2 separate regions of the Gossypium arboreum genome follow, and region 2 is linked to region 1. Evidence: chromatin contacts called from public Hi-C data. All regions are on one chromosome and are shown on one strand. The core of a region is the stretch at or near the end of the contact, and the rest is flanking DNA. Distances in the headings are between cores, read along the strand shown. Region 1 holds the start of LOC108464042 (protein translation factor SUI1 homolog). Region 2 holds the start of LOC108464350 (embryogenesis-associated protein EMB8-like).

The links. Hi-C and Micro-C count contacts between places; a contact is called where the count stands out from the background.
Region 2: a Hi-C map of leaf shows a contact between it and region 1, with 2.5 times the contacts expected there. The contact joins the promoter of LOC108464350 here to the promoter of LOC108464042 in region 1. A contact is called at or near these places in 2 of 5 Hi-C or Micro-C datasets (both in leaf).

The regions. Positions count from the first base shown.
Region 1 is chr13:110,966,220-110,972,292 of ASM2569848v2, reverse strand. LOC108464042 (protein translation factor SUI1 homolog) reads right to left here and starts at 2,196. Exons shown (of 2, transcript XM_017764113.2): 1 at 2,037-2,196; 2 at 1,233-1,762. The coding sequence starts at 1,697. The coding sequence ends at 1,359. LOC108464041 (calcium-dependent protein kinase 33) reads left to right here. Exons shown (of 9, transcript XM_053023939.1): 7 at 119-246; 8 at 518-617; 9 at 695-1,555. The coding sequence ends at 766.
Region 2 is chr13:111,107,898-111,113,970 of ASM2569848v2, reverse strand. LOC108464350 (embryogenesis-associated protein EMB8-like) reads right to left here and starts at 2,488. Exons shown (of 9, transcript XR_001868276.2): 1 at 1,920-2,488; 2 at 1,648-1,776; 3 at 1,435-1,566; 4 at 1,180-1,322; 5 at 984-1,081; 6 at 662-756; 7 at 489-542; 8 at 102-321. LOC108464349 reads left to right here. Exons shown (of 3, transcript XM_017764615.2): 3 at 1-239.

The DNA.
Region 1 (6,073 bases), core at 947-3,446:
GATCCTTGAAGGGTCATCTCTTCATATGTATGCCCTGATATACGTTAGGCAAGGGTATTTCAAGAAAAATGAAGAGCTCTAACAATATAGACCTACTAACCTCGGTTTTATTTTGCAGGCTGATGTGGATGGAAATGGTACCATTGACTATATCGAATTTATCACAGCTACAATGCACAGACATAGGCTTGAAAGAGATGAAGATTTGTATAAAGCTTTTCAACATTTTGATAAGGACAATAGTGGGTGAGATATCCGTACTCTGTATAAAATTCATCATCTGACTTCTATTTTTTCATGGACATGACATAGGGATGAGGATGTGACCCTCCAAATGCTTCTAAACACGTGAAAGAACTTCAAAGAATGTTGAACACGTATTGATATCCAACACACATACCCAAGCCTGAGTGACATAGGATTCGATTGCTCTGAATCAGTTGTAGTTGGGGCACACTACATCAATTACATGGGAGATATGGATATGTCAATAACTTGTTTGTGAAACGTTTTGCAGGCATATCACAAGAGATGAACTCGAAGCTGCCATGAAAGAATATGGAATGGGTGACGATGACACAATCAAGGAAATCATATCTGAAGTCGACACCGATAATGTAAACTCCATTTCTATCACTCAAAAGTTTATTTCAATTTTCAGCACGGTTCATCGATTCTCATTCCTTCTTTACAGGATGGTAAAATCAACTACGAGGAGTTCCGTGATATGATGAGAAGTGGAACCCAGCATGGGCAGCTATTTTAGATTTTCAAGACTAGAATTGCAGCAAAAAACAACAGTTGGCTTTTAAGAGATTTGGAGATTTCCACCACATAAGTGTGGTTTTTTCTTTTTTTTTTTTTTTTGAGGGGGGGGGAGGGGGGTTCTTTTTTCTTCATTTTGAGTGTAATATATTGCATATAGATATTCAATCGGATTTTGAGAGGGGAGATTGTTTTGCTTATATATATTTTTCCTTGTTTCTTCAGTTCGGGTTTTCGCCAGAGCGTTGAACTAAAAACCTCATAGGATACCTGGCAGTTCACATACAGTACACTTGTTTTAAACTAAAAACCTCATAGGATACCTGGTAGTTCACATACAGTACACTTGTTTTATATGCATACTATTAAACTCCGACTATCTTTCTCTACTGTCCATATTCAACATATCTCCGGTTATGGAAATTTAGATATGAAAAGAAAATAAGGATATTTGTGTAAGGCAAAGATTGAAAGCAAATAAATGACCATTATTTATTATAAATGAAACTGAAACTCCAACATCATATTCCATTAGGGTTCTTCCCACACACCAGAGGTATTAAAATCAAAAGACATGACATCCCTAAAACCACTCAAAAACCATGAATCTTGATTTGCTCTTTCTTCACTATTCCAGCATTAACAAGGAAGTGTGCTACTTTCTTCCGCTGATCACCTTGTAATTGAATGATTTTGCCCAGCTCTTTGTCGTGCACAACATTCCCGTTACAGCAGAACTCCTTTTTAAGAGACTTAAGGATCTTATCGGAACTCAGTTCTTGTTTCAGACCTTCAACAGTTGTCAAGCTTTTCCTGCCATTCCTCTGTTGGATTCGGATATGAACATAGTCTTTGGTTCCTGTTCTTCCGAATTCCTCGGCCTCCGCAAAAGGATCAAAAGTAGTTGGGATTTGAATGCCTAACTCAACCATGTACTTCGTTAAATAAGAACTTTGATCGATCTGGACTTGCTTGTCTTGTTCCTCGAGCGAGTGGTCTGCATCAAAGTACCTTAAATTGTTAGAACATCAGCAAGTATTATACAACTTGTTAAGAACCAACCAACTTAGATACAAACACAGATCTAAACAACGGCATAAAGTGGTTCATCTTGCAAAAGAGAATAACACCAAGTTTTGCAATGAACAAAGCAAAGACAAAAACATCCAGAAGAAACCATTAATCCAATCCTTAGATAACAAGACAAGACATGCTAAAAGAATTCCCAGAGACAAAAACAAGAAAAAAGAGTATTGGATTAGAAACCGAACCTTGAGAGAGAACTAGGAGAGTTGTTGGAATTGATAGGATGAGGAAAGAAGAGAAAGGAAGATGGTATTTATATAGGAAGGTGAAAGACGGTTAAAGCCCGCGGCGTACAGTGGTTAAGGATATGTACGTAGAGATTGATTGGTGAACCGTAGATTTCCAGATTTAGATTAATGAAAGCGTAATGTATTGGAGAAATAAATAACCCCAGCCTGGAATCTAATGGAAGCTGATCCATCATTTGAGAAGACTGTGGAAAACCAAAGAAAAAATTTATGGTCTTAATTTAAATATAATGGGATTTTTTTCAGGAAAAAAGAAAAACTAAAAAGAGGAGAAAAAGATTGTAGATAAAGAACAAGAGAAGATAGAGATAAAGAAAAATTAAAAAAGTTCGGGTGTATAATGCACCATTTTAGAGAGAGGAAAAAGAAGAAAGTAAAAATATTTTTTATTATATTTTAATACATTTCTTTATATATTTATATTATTATTTAAATAATTAATATCACGAGTTAATCAAACATTAATCTAATTAGTGTAATTACAAATATATATTATTTAAAATAAGTTATGTTAAAAATATATTTATGGTGAAATTTAAATTTATGCCAATTCTATTAAAACGTTAATCTAATTAGTGTAATTACAAATATATATTATTTAAAATAAGTTATGTTAAAATATATTTATGGTGAAATTTAAATTTATGCCAATTCTATTAGTAAGACCTTAAATTTATTATTTAACCAACGCTTCATTTTAATATTTTTATAGATTTTAATTTTATTACTTACACTTTCTTATTTGTATATTTTAATAAAGTTATTGATTGAGTTGGACACACATACATATGTGGTAAAATTTTTAATTTATTTAATATTTTCCTATACGTACATAACACTTGTCAACCCTGTAATAAACTCCACTGACAGTATACTTTTCGATCACAAAAATATCTTCTAAAGTTTCTCCATATCTCTTATTTGATTTACAATAGCCGACACCATTGAATAATATCTAAAATTAACTTGAATCCTTTCATTCACAAAGTTTCAAATTCACCTCATAATACTTGGAGTCAAACCTTCTTCACTTTGTAAACATTTTGGAGAGAACTTTGCAAAATCTCCCAAGCTTCTTTTGTAGTGGTAGCATTAGCAACTTTTTACCAACACCGATTCATCCAAATATTGATAGATAAGAGTGAGGACTTGTTAATCCTTCTTCCTTGTTTTTGCCAAAGCATCCTTTTCATGTTGCGATAGTGATGCCTTATTTTAGGAAGCTTCATAACGGTTTTGTATTATCTCTTAAACACCTTGTGAGCCAAGTAGAACTTTTATACATATACATCAAATTTCATAGTTGTCTTTTGTAAGACAAGGAAGTCATCTCTTCTCACTAAGATTTTGGTAAAGGAAGAGAGAAACAATTTTAGGGAGAGGAATTTTGAAACTCACTTTTACTATGAATTCCTTTTTTTAGTTTGGCTTTTTGGATGTAGATGATGATATCTATACAGATAGATTCGTATAATTCTTATATATATTGTACAATGAAGTACCATATGAGTGAATATATAGGAATCTAAATCTGTCGAACCACTTATGTTATGATCTTCTACATCTTAAGTCTTCCAGTTCCGTCACCTGGCTTATGTTCTTTATGTAGCATTCTGGCCGAATGACTTTATGAAATTATGTCGATACTTCCACATATTATGGGTAATGTAGGAGACATTTCTATTTTTCTCCCAAAAAATCTTTAGAATTACCATTGTTTAGTTTTCAATTTGCCCTTTTAATTACAACACACTCCACCTATTTATAAAATCACACCAATCAATAACACGTGGATACGAGTAACACAAATCTTATTCATATCTATAAAATAAGATAGGATCACACATATAATTTACAATATCCAAATCCTTATCTAAACCAACTAATAATATACCCACACATATAAGAAAATAAGCAAACATAATCTAAAAATTTCAAATTACAATATCCAGCGGTTCAAAGAGCATGGATAAGCATTTACACTTGAAATAAGGGCCAGTTGGTGCTACTTTTGAGGAGCTCGCCTTTTCAAAGTGGAAGTTCGGGATACAAGTCTCCTCACAGCATTTGAAGTCTTTTTGCCAATGTTGGAGTGTTGGACTTTGACCCACAACGGAATAGAGTTCAGGGTTGAGATTGTAGGTGTCAAAGTTGGATTGAATGGAAGCAAATGTCTAATACGAGTGCCTGAGTTTTGGTATCAATGTGGTCATTTGAGCCATGGCAAGAGGGGTGGACTCTTTCATTTCTTGTTTAAAATGATATGGAGTTGAGCTTTAATTAAAAATATTTTCTAATTTCTAGACTTCCCAATAAACTTGGGTGTCGGCTTTGCAAATATGACCCATGATTGAAGATCAGATTTTTAACCTTTTATGGCCGCCATAATCCTCCCTTTAATTCCTCCAAACAATGAATCTATCATCTGCCGGATCTTATCAAAGAAAACATTGACATAAACGTGGCAAAAGCCAAAGAATATTTTATTTCTTATTCTTGAAGAAAAAGTTTGAAAAAATCGTCATTGGTTCCTTCAGATTTCTTTCACCATTTCCATTTGTGTTTTATCATTTAGCAATTTGGGATTTCGCCAAATTCTTTGTCTGATGGCTCAGTTTGTGTTGGATTGCCAATTATAATTTCCTTTTCAATTTCACAATTTCTTGTTTCTTTTAGAATTATCTCTTTTCCAATCATTTCTTAAGCCAATGAACTAGTTTTAAAACTTCACTTTGTAGCTTTTTAAGAAATAATAAATTATAGGTTAAATTCTGCTATCAGACCTTATATTTTAATTTAATCATTTTTAGTTCCTGTATTTTTATAATTTGAAAATTTTATCACATGTGTAATACTATGCCTATTTTATTATTTTCACATATTATTAACAAAAATTAATTAATAGATTTAACGATTGTTATTTACATTAAGCTTGAAATTTTGAAATTAAAATAATATAACAATTAAGAATTATTCAATTGGTGAACGTGGACCTAATTTATAACTTTACGCATAATATAGGACTAATGACATAATTTAAACAAATAGATTTAATCGTTACATTGGATCGAATTAAAATTTCAAAATCCAATTAATATAGAACTACTAGAAGAATTTAACCTAAATTATATGTTTTAGGAATACAAATGAACTATCACTTAATTTGTCTTTTACTATACTTTTTAAACACATTTCCAATGGATTTTTATCTAATTCAATTTGAAAAGTTTTAGAAACTTTTTTAATTTTAATATTAATATTAAAATTTTTAAGTGTCTTAAATATATTTGTAAAAATTTAATAAAAATTAATTTTACTAAAATTTAATTTAAATTATTTTTGAAGAGGTTAACACTGATTAAGAAATTATAATTTAAAAATTGAAATACAAATATGTTAATTTATTAAATTCAAACCTCCAAAACACAATTTCTATCAACAATTAATTGAAGCATTAAATAAAGTTTATTCATCCACCTTTAATCTATTACAATTTTTTAACTTTTGCATGTTTGATCCAATTGGTGAACCATTTCAACCCAATTTTGGTGGGACAAAAGCTACGTGCGTGTATATATTGCGAGACACATACGAAAAATAAAAGGGAAAATAATTAATCAATCAATAAAAAAAAAAGGGGGGGACATTGCGGGACATTCATGAAATAAGATCCCACCAAGGAGCAACTAAGCTATCATATCAATAACAAAAAAAAAAGCATAATAACTTATGTAGCCCTCCAACTTTATAAAGAAACCATTTTAGCCTTTCAATTAATTTTTCACCTTTTTAGCTCTTAAATTTATAATTTTTTTTGTCAAATCACCTCACAATGAATGGAAAAGTTGACTTTTTTTAACTTTGTTGATATTACATACATGTGGATGACAATATTGTGACACTATTTGATTTGAATTGAAAACGAGCTCTTGTGGCCAATTATGTATGAAAGAGCTATCAGGCTTGGAAATAAT
Region 2 (6,073 bases), core at 1,239-3,738, 140 kb before region 1:
GAATCAGATCATTCAAGTTTTTTTTCTAATGGAGCTCACATGTTATGATTGTACATTCAAAGATTAGATGTTTACAATGTGTACAGATGCTCTTTGCTTACTCTAGTTATTGTTTGATGCAAGCCTTCTGAATCCTGCCGCAGAGTTTTCTATCTCCATAGCTCAAGATTATTCGAGTTTAGATGCATTCTTTCGCAGATGTTCAAGGAATTCGATCACCACATTATCAGTCCAGGGAGCTCCAAAGGGTGCGTCATCACCGGCAACCCAGCCTAAATGACCACCCTGGGGTGTTACTATCAGCATGCAGTTAGGGTTGTCCTTAAAACATCAGAAAGTACACTTCATTAGTTATGGAAGTCAATGGAGACATTAATAAGTGTGAATAGGATACTCCGAATTTTCCAACATGTTTTTGGGATGTCAAGCATCTATGCTGAGTAAACATTTAGTATGGTAGAATGAGTCACAGGATGATCTAGACTTACCTTGATATCTGAGTAAGGAGTTGCCTCATTAGGCGCAATTGGATCATTTGCAGCCTGCAAAACACCATTAATGAATCAGGTATTTAAAGGATAATGGATGCTGAAAATCAATGTTTAAAACTTTTGAAACCAAAACCAAAACCAATCACGGTATGAACTGCCCACAAAGCTACCTGGATGCAAAGCAAAGGGATCCGGACATGTTGTACAACATGACAACTACATGAATTTGAGTAATATTCATCCACTGACTTGTAACCTAATGACACTGCAATGTATTACACATAGCAACTCTAGTCAGTTGTTAAATCTGTCATTAAACAGACATTGCTTTAACAGCAAGGAAAAAAAGGAAAGCAAAACTACTTTGATGCTAAGGTCATAGTTTCATATCAATGCTCATTGGATACATAATGATATCAAGTCCATATCATATTCGATACTCACTCGATCCCTAGTTCGAGTAAAACAGGTTTGATGTAAGAAAAAACATACCTCGTGTTATTGCTTCATCATATTCCCGTACAGTACGAGGATTCAAACCCTCTTGGACATTATATTCATCATGCATTTCTTCGAAGAGGGAAGCATGTCTAGCATGGTAGAATCACTTCATGTTATATGGACTCAAAAAAGGATATCTTCAAATTTTAATGCAATTAACAGTAAGAGAAAATTCATGTATAATTACTTTTCAAAAGTTCTAGAAAGACCTCCCCTAAGTGCTCTGTCATAAATATTGTTGAAGCCCTTTCGGAGATTTTCATCTGCAATCACTAAGTTGAAAGGATTGCAGAGTGATACAGCACCAGAGAGAGAGCACCTATGGTGCTCCTGCATGCCAAAAATTTAAAAACTTATACATGAGGCGGGTTATGTTATTCAGACTTTTCATTTTGTGTCCGATATATGTTCGGACCTTATAAAAAACCCCTATTTCGCTTACCCTTCCCAAGTAATTGACAAGGATATTGCCTCCAAGAGACCAACCAACAGCATAAATACTTGCTATGGGGTACCTAGATGAAACATGATCTACTACATGACAAGTATCTGCTGTGAATGAAGCTGTTTGGAGCTGCAAATCAAGGATAAAATGACTATAAGTCCGCGACCGTAATTTAAATCTGTAAGAAAGAAATTTATAGTAGTATAGTACCTGAGGAGTAGTAACAGGACTATTTGCACAGCCCCTGCTATTGAATACTACAACCCTCCAGCCTTTGCTCTTAGCTTTCACCAGCATATGCTTCACATATGAATCTTGACTCCCTCCAGTTAGCCCTGGCTGCAACATTCAATTTCAACAATCATTCAACTTTTCCCACCAACCAAACAAAAGGGTAGAAAATCAAACCCCTGAAATTGAATACTTTTCCCTCCTTTCATCCAATTAAACAAAAGGGTATTTAAAACAGATAATACACAAACCAGTAAAATGAGGATCGGAGAGTCGGAAGGCAAGCTGCGGTGGTCACCATAGACCCAATCCAAGGCTATGGTGCCATTGTCTTGGGTCCGGAGGCACTCACGGCGGTACTTAACTTCGGGGACAGTACGGAAGAAGGCAGCGAATATGGTCTCAAGATGGCGGTTCCAACCAATGATGGGGAAAGGCTTGTAATGAAGGTGAAGGGTGTTGAAAGCAGGGAGAAAGCGATCAGCTCCTCCACCAGTGATTTCGAGTGAAGGGTGGTGGTGGTCTGGCATCCCGGTAGTTGTAGTGACGGCTGCAGCACTGACACGGACGGGGGTTAGTGGTGGACGTTGGTGGCGTAGACGGGTGACTGATGGTGGTTTGGAGGTGACAGACAAGGGAGAAGTCGCCATATTGGAGTTAGCCTAGATTTTTCCCTGGACTTATGCATATACTAGATTTTAAAGTTGTGTGGCTGACAGGACGTGAACATAGATTTCGTATGATCTTTAGCAAAAGAAAAGACAGATTTTGTCTGAGATCATTACATTATTAGTCATGAAGAAAATTTTGACAACGTGATTGAGCTTGGGACCATTTTGTCACGTTTTTATTGCATGTACCCCATGGAAATGACACAACAGAGAGGGTCTCACTAACCCTGTTGTTGAATTCCAAAGTTGGTTTAAAATATAAGCATTCAACGTCCGAGCTGGTTTTTAGATTTTTAATATTTTATAAAATTTATAACATATACAAATAAATTTAATATATAGTAATATATAATAGTAACATTATGTTTATATATAAAATTTTAATAAATAAAGAAAACATTAAAATATTATATTAAAAATAATATTTGAGAATTTAAAATAGAATTGGACTAATTATTTACAAATATGAATAGATTCGAGCAAAAATTTAAGTTCATATTTTTAGGTCTAGCTAGGCTTAAATTACTATAAAAATGTATTAATATAATGTTTAAGACCAATCCAACCCTTAATACCTCTAGATTGTCGTTTTTTTAAAGCTAGTTTACTATCTTGTGTGATGCACGAGTTGCTCGTTAGTTTTATAAAATTGTTATTATTTAATATTGGTTTATTAATTAAAATTGTTCATGAAACAATATTTGAGGAGATATAAATATTTAAAAAAAAACTTAAGTTTAAAATATAATATAATGTTAAACCGAAAATATTAAAATATATGCAAACAAATTTAATAGCATATTTCAAAAATATAATCAATAATCTTTGTTCCTTCAATATCGCAGTGTCTGGCGTAAAAGTAAATTTTAAAATTATTGTTACAATGCTAATATAAAGAAGAATTCAACAAATTAATTATTTTTATCATTTTATATATTTTGTAATTCAATATTTTATATAATTTATATAATTATATGTTATTTTTGTCTATGTACTTTTAAAGAATATAAAATTTAACTTTTTATATTTAAAAATAATTTTTTTTCAATTTAAATATTTTAATTAAATTATTAACATTCTTTTTTAAATTTATCACCTATATTTTTGCTCAATCTTGTGTAGCATCATATTAGCCAATAAGTCGTTTGTTCTTTGTATTCTTCATAAAAAAATCGTGTCTTAATAAATCAAAATACTAAAATGTTAATAATTGTGTATCAACTAAAAATTTCAAATAAAAAATTTAGAAGGATTTAACTTTTGAAGTGTTAAATATAATAACTAAACATCAATTTTTGACGAAATGTATAATCATGTTTGTCACGCCCCAAAATATATACGGTTAATAATTAAAATTAAATAAGAAATGAGTCTTAGGCTTGATTGTTAAGTACTAGTTCCCCTTCCCAGAGGTCTTAGGTTGAGTTCCTCCTTTGCCATTTCATTTCTTTTAATTTTGGCTAAACTTTGAGATATTTACCATTGCCACCCCTAGGGTTTATAAGCCCTAGGTATTTAACCCATTTTTTCCTAATTAGATTCTACATCTTGCCCCTTTTCAAATCTTAATAGAATTTTTCCTCCATCTTCTTTTCTTTTCTTTTCTCTCATAATTTTTACCTTTGAACTATCGATTATTTTTCTTCCCTGTATTAAATGACCTCGATTCATTCAATTTCTAACGATGATTAGAATTTTCGTCGTTATCATCTGTTACCTTTGCCAAGGTCAGTAAGTGCATTTGTTTTGATAATTAGATTTCGTATTTTTGTTGTACAAAAATCCAACGTAATTTTTTTTCATTTGATTAATCAATTCTTTTTCGAATCTTGCCAATATTTGATAATCTTGCCCAAGTTTTGATACCAATAATTAATTTTGTGTATTTACTGTTGAAGAACCGAATCTAGGTGAATCAAATCAAAATTGATTGTAAGGAACACCAGTCGAACTTGCGGTGAAAAGTGTGTGTCTTTTCCAAGTGAATTAGTGGTGATTGTGTATAAGTTTAGGGCCACACGATCTCCCCCACAGGTGTGTGGACCACACGACCATGTGCCTCTCTAAATTGTAGGGTAGTTCGTCTTCCATATGACCTCAGCCTATTACACGGCCTGCCACACAACCGTGTCCTTCCTGTAGGTTAATTCATCATTTTCTACACGACCTCAGGCTATTACATGGCATGGCCACACGGTCGTATAACCCTTCTACACGGCTTGGCCACACGGATGTATGATCATTGTTTTACAATTTTATCCAAAGATTTATGAATTGTTCAGTTTAGTCCTTATATAGTCCCTGAATTGTTTTTAGAGTTTTTATTTACTCAATTAAGTCTCTAATATTATGTATATTTTGGAATTTGTGATTTAATTACTGAATTGTTATCGTTATATTGTATGATATGTGAATGTTACATGACTACTGTCATTGTAACTCTTATAAACTGTTACTACAATTACTGTTTTTGCCCTACTGAATATATGTTAAGCATGTCTATTGTTTCTGCATTGTTTTGTTACAAGCATGTCATATTGCATTGCATGGGGGTGGGACGATATGAATGGAGGAAGTAGTGGTAGTTTAATAATTTTCAAACACTGGTGGTTCATCCACAACTTACTGGTAGTTTATCTGCAAACTTTTTATATGAAAATATTGATGGTTTACCCATAAATTTTTTACTAATAGTTTATCTGCAAATTAGTGGTGGTTTATCCACAATGCGGTGTGTAGGGATGGATGAGTTTTGGGAACTCTTATTGCGGTGTGTAGAGGAGTTAGATAGGATCTCTTCTGATAAACTAAAATTACATTGCCATTCATAAGCATGTACATGCAAAACGGTGAATTCTGGAATATTATATTGATATGTTGATCTGAAAAATTGATACCCTGAATTGCTATACGATTGTGATTATTCTAAGAATTGTTATTTTATGTTTTGTCTACTGTTTTGCACCAATTTTCTTGTGATTAGACTCACACTGAGCTCTCTAAACTCACCTTCCTTAATTTCCATCTTTACAAATAACCTACAAGGTTATGATGTGGACTCGACATTTGGAAGGCTTGTCTCGGAATATATTTTATAAAAGCGTTTTAGATGTATTATTTATAATTTCTGTTATTTGATAATTGTACTGTTTATTTGAACTGTGACATGGGACTTAAATTTTGAGTTAATTTTGGCATGTATGACATTTATGTTGATTAGGTTGTTGAAATATGGATTTTGATTTAATTATGCATAAACTTTTGGTTTTAATTAAAACTATATCGAAGATCATTTTTCCATTGTGATATTATGTAAAAGAGATTTTTGAAAAAAAAATTGGAAAATAACTTTTACAAAGTAAACATTAAGATCAACTTGTTTTTGGAATAATATTATATCTTTAGAAACACACTAAGTTTTTCTTCTAAGGTAAATAAATGTTTTAGAAAGATTGTTTTAAAAACTCCGATAGTTTTACTAGGTCATTCTGGTGGCCAATTTAATCTTCCAAATCTGATCATAACTTTTAGGACGGGTTGGGGAGGTTACATTTGTAACGCCCTTAACCCGACTCGAATTATCGAGTCTGGATCTCAGATGTTACCACATATAAACATATAGCTAAAATTTAAACTATTGGTATACAAGTACTCATAAACATACTTATTATTTTTTTTTATGGTTTTTAAAATACAATTGTATATTATATAGTTACATCAAAATTCAAAAACAA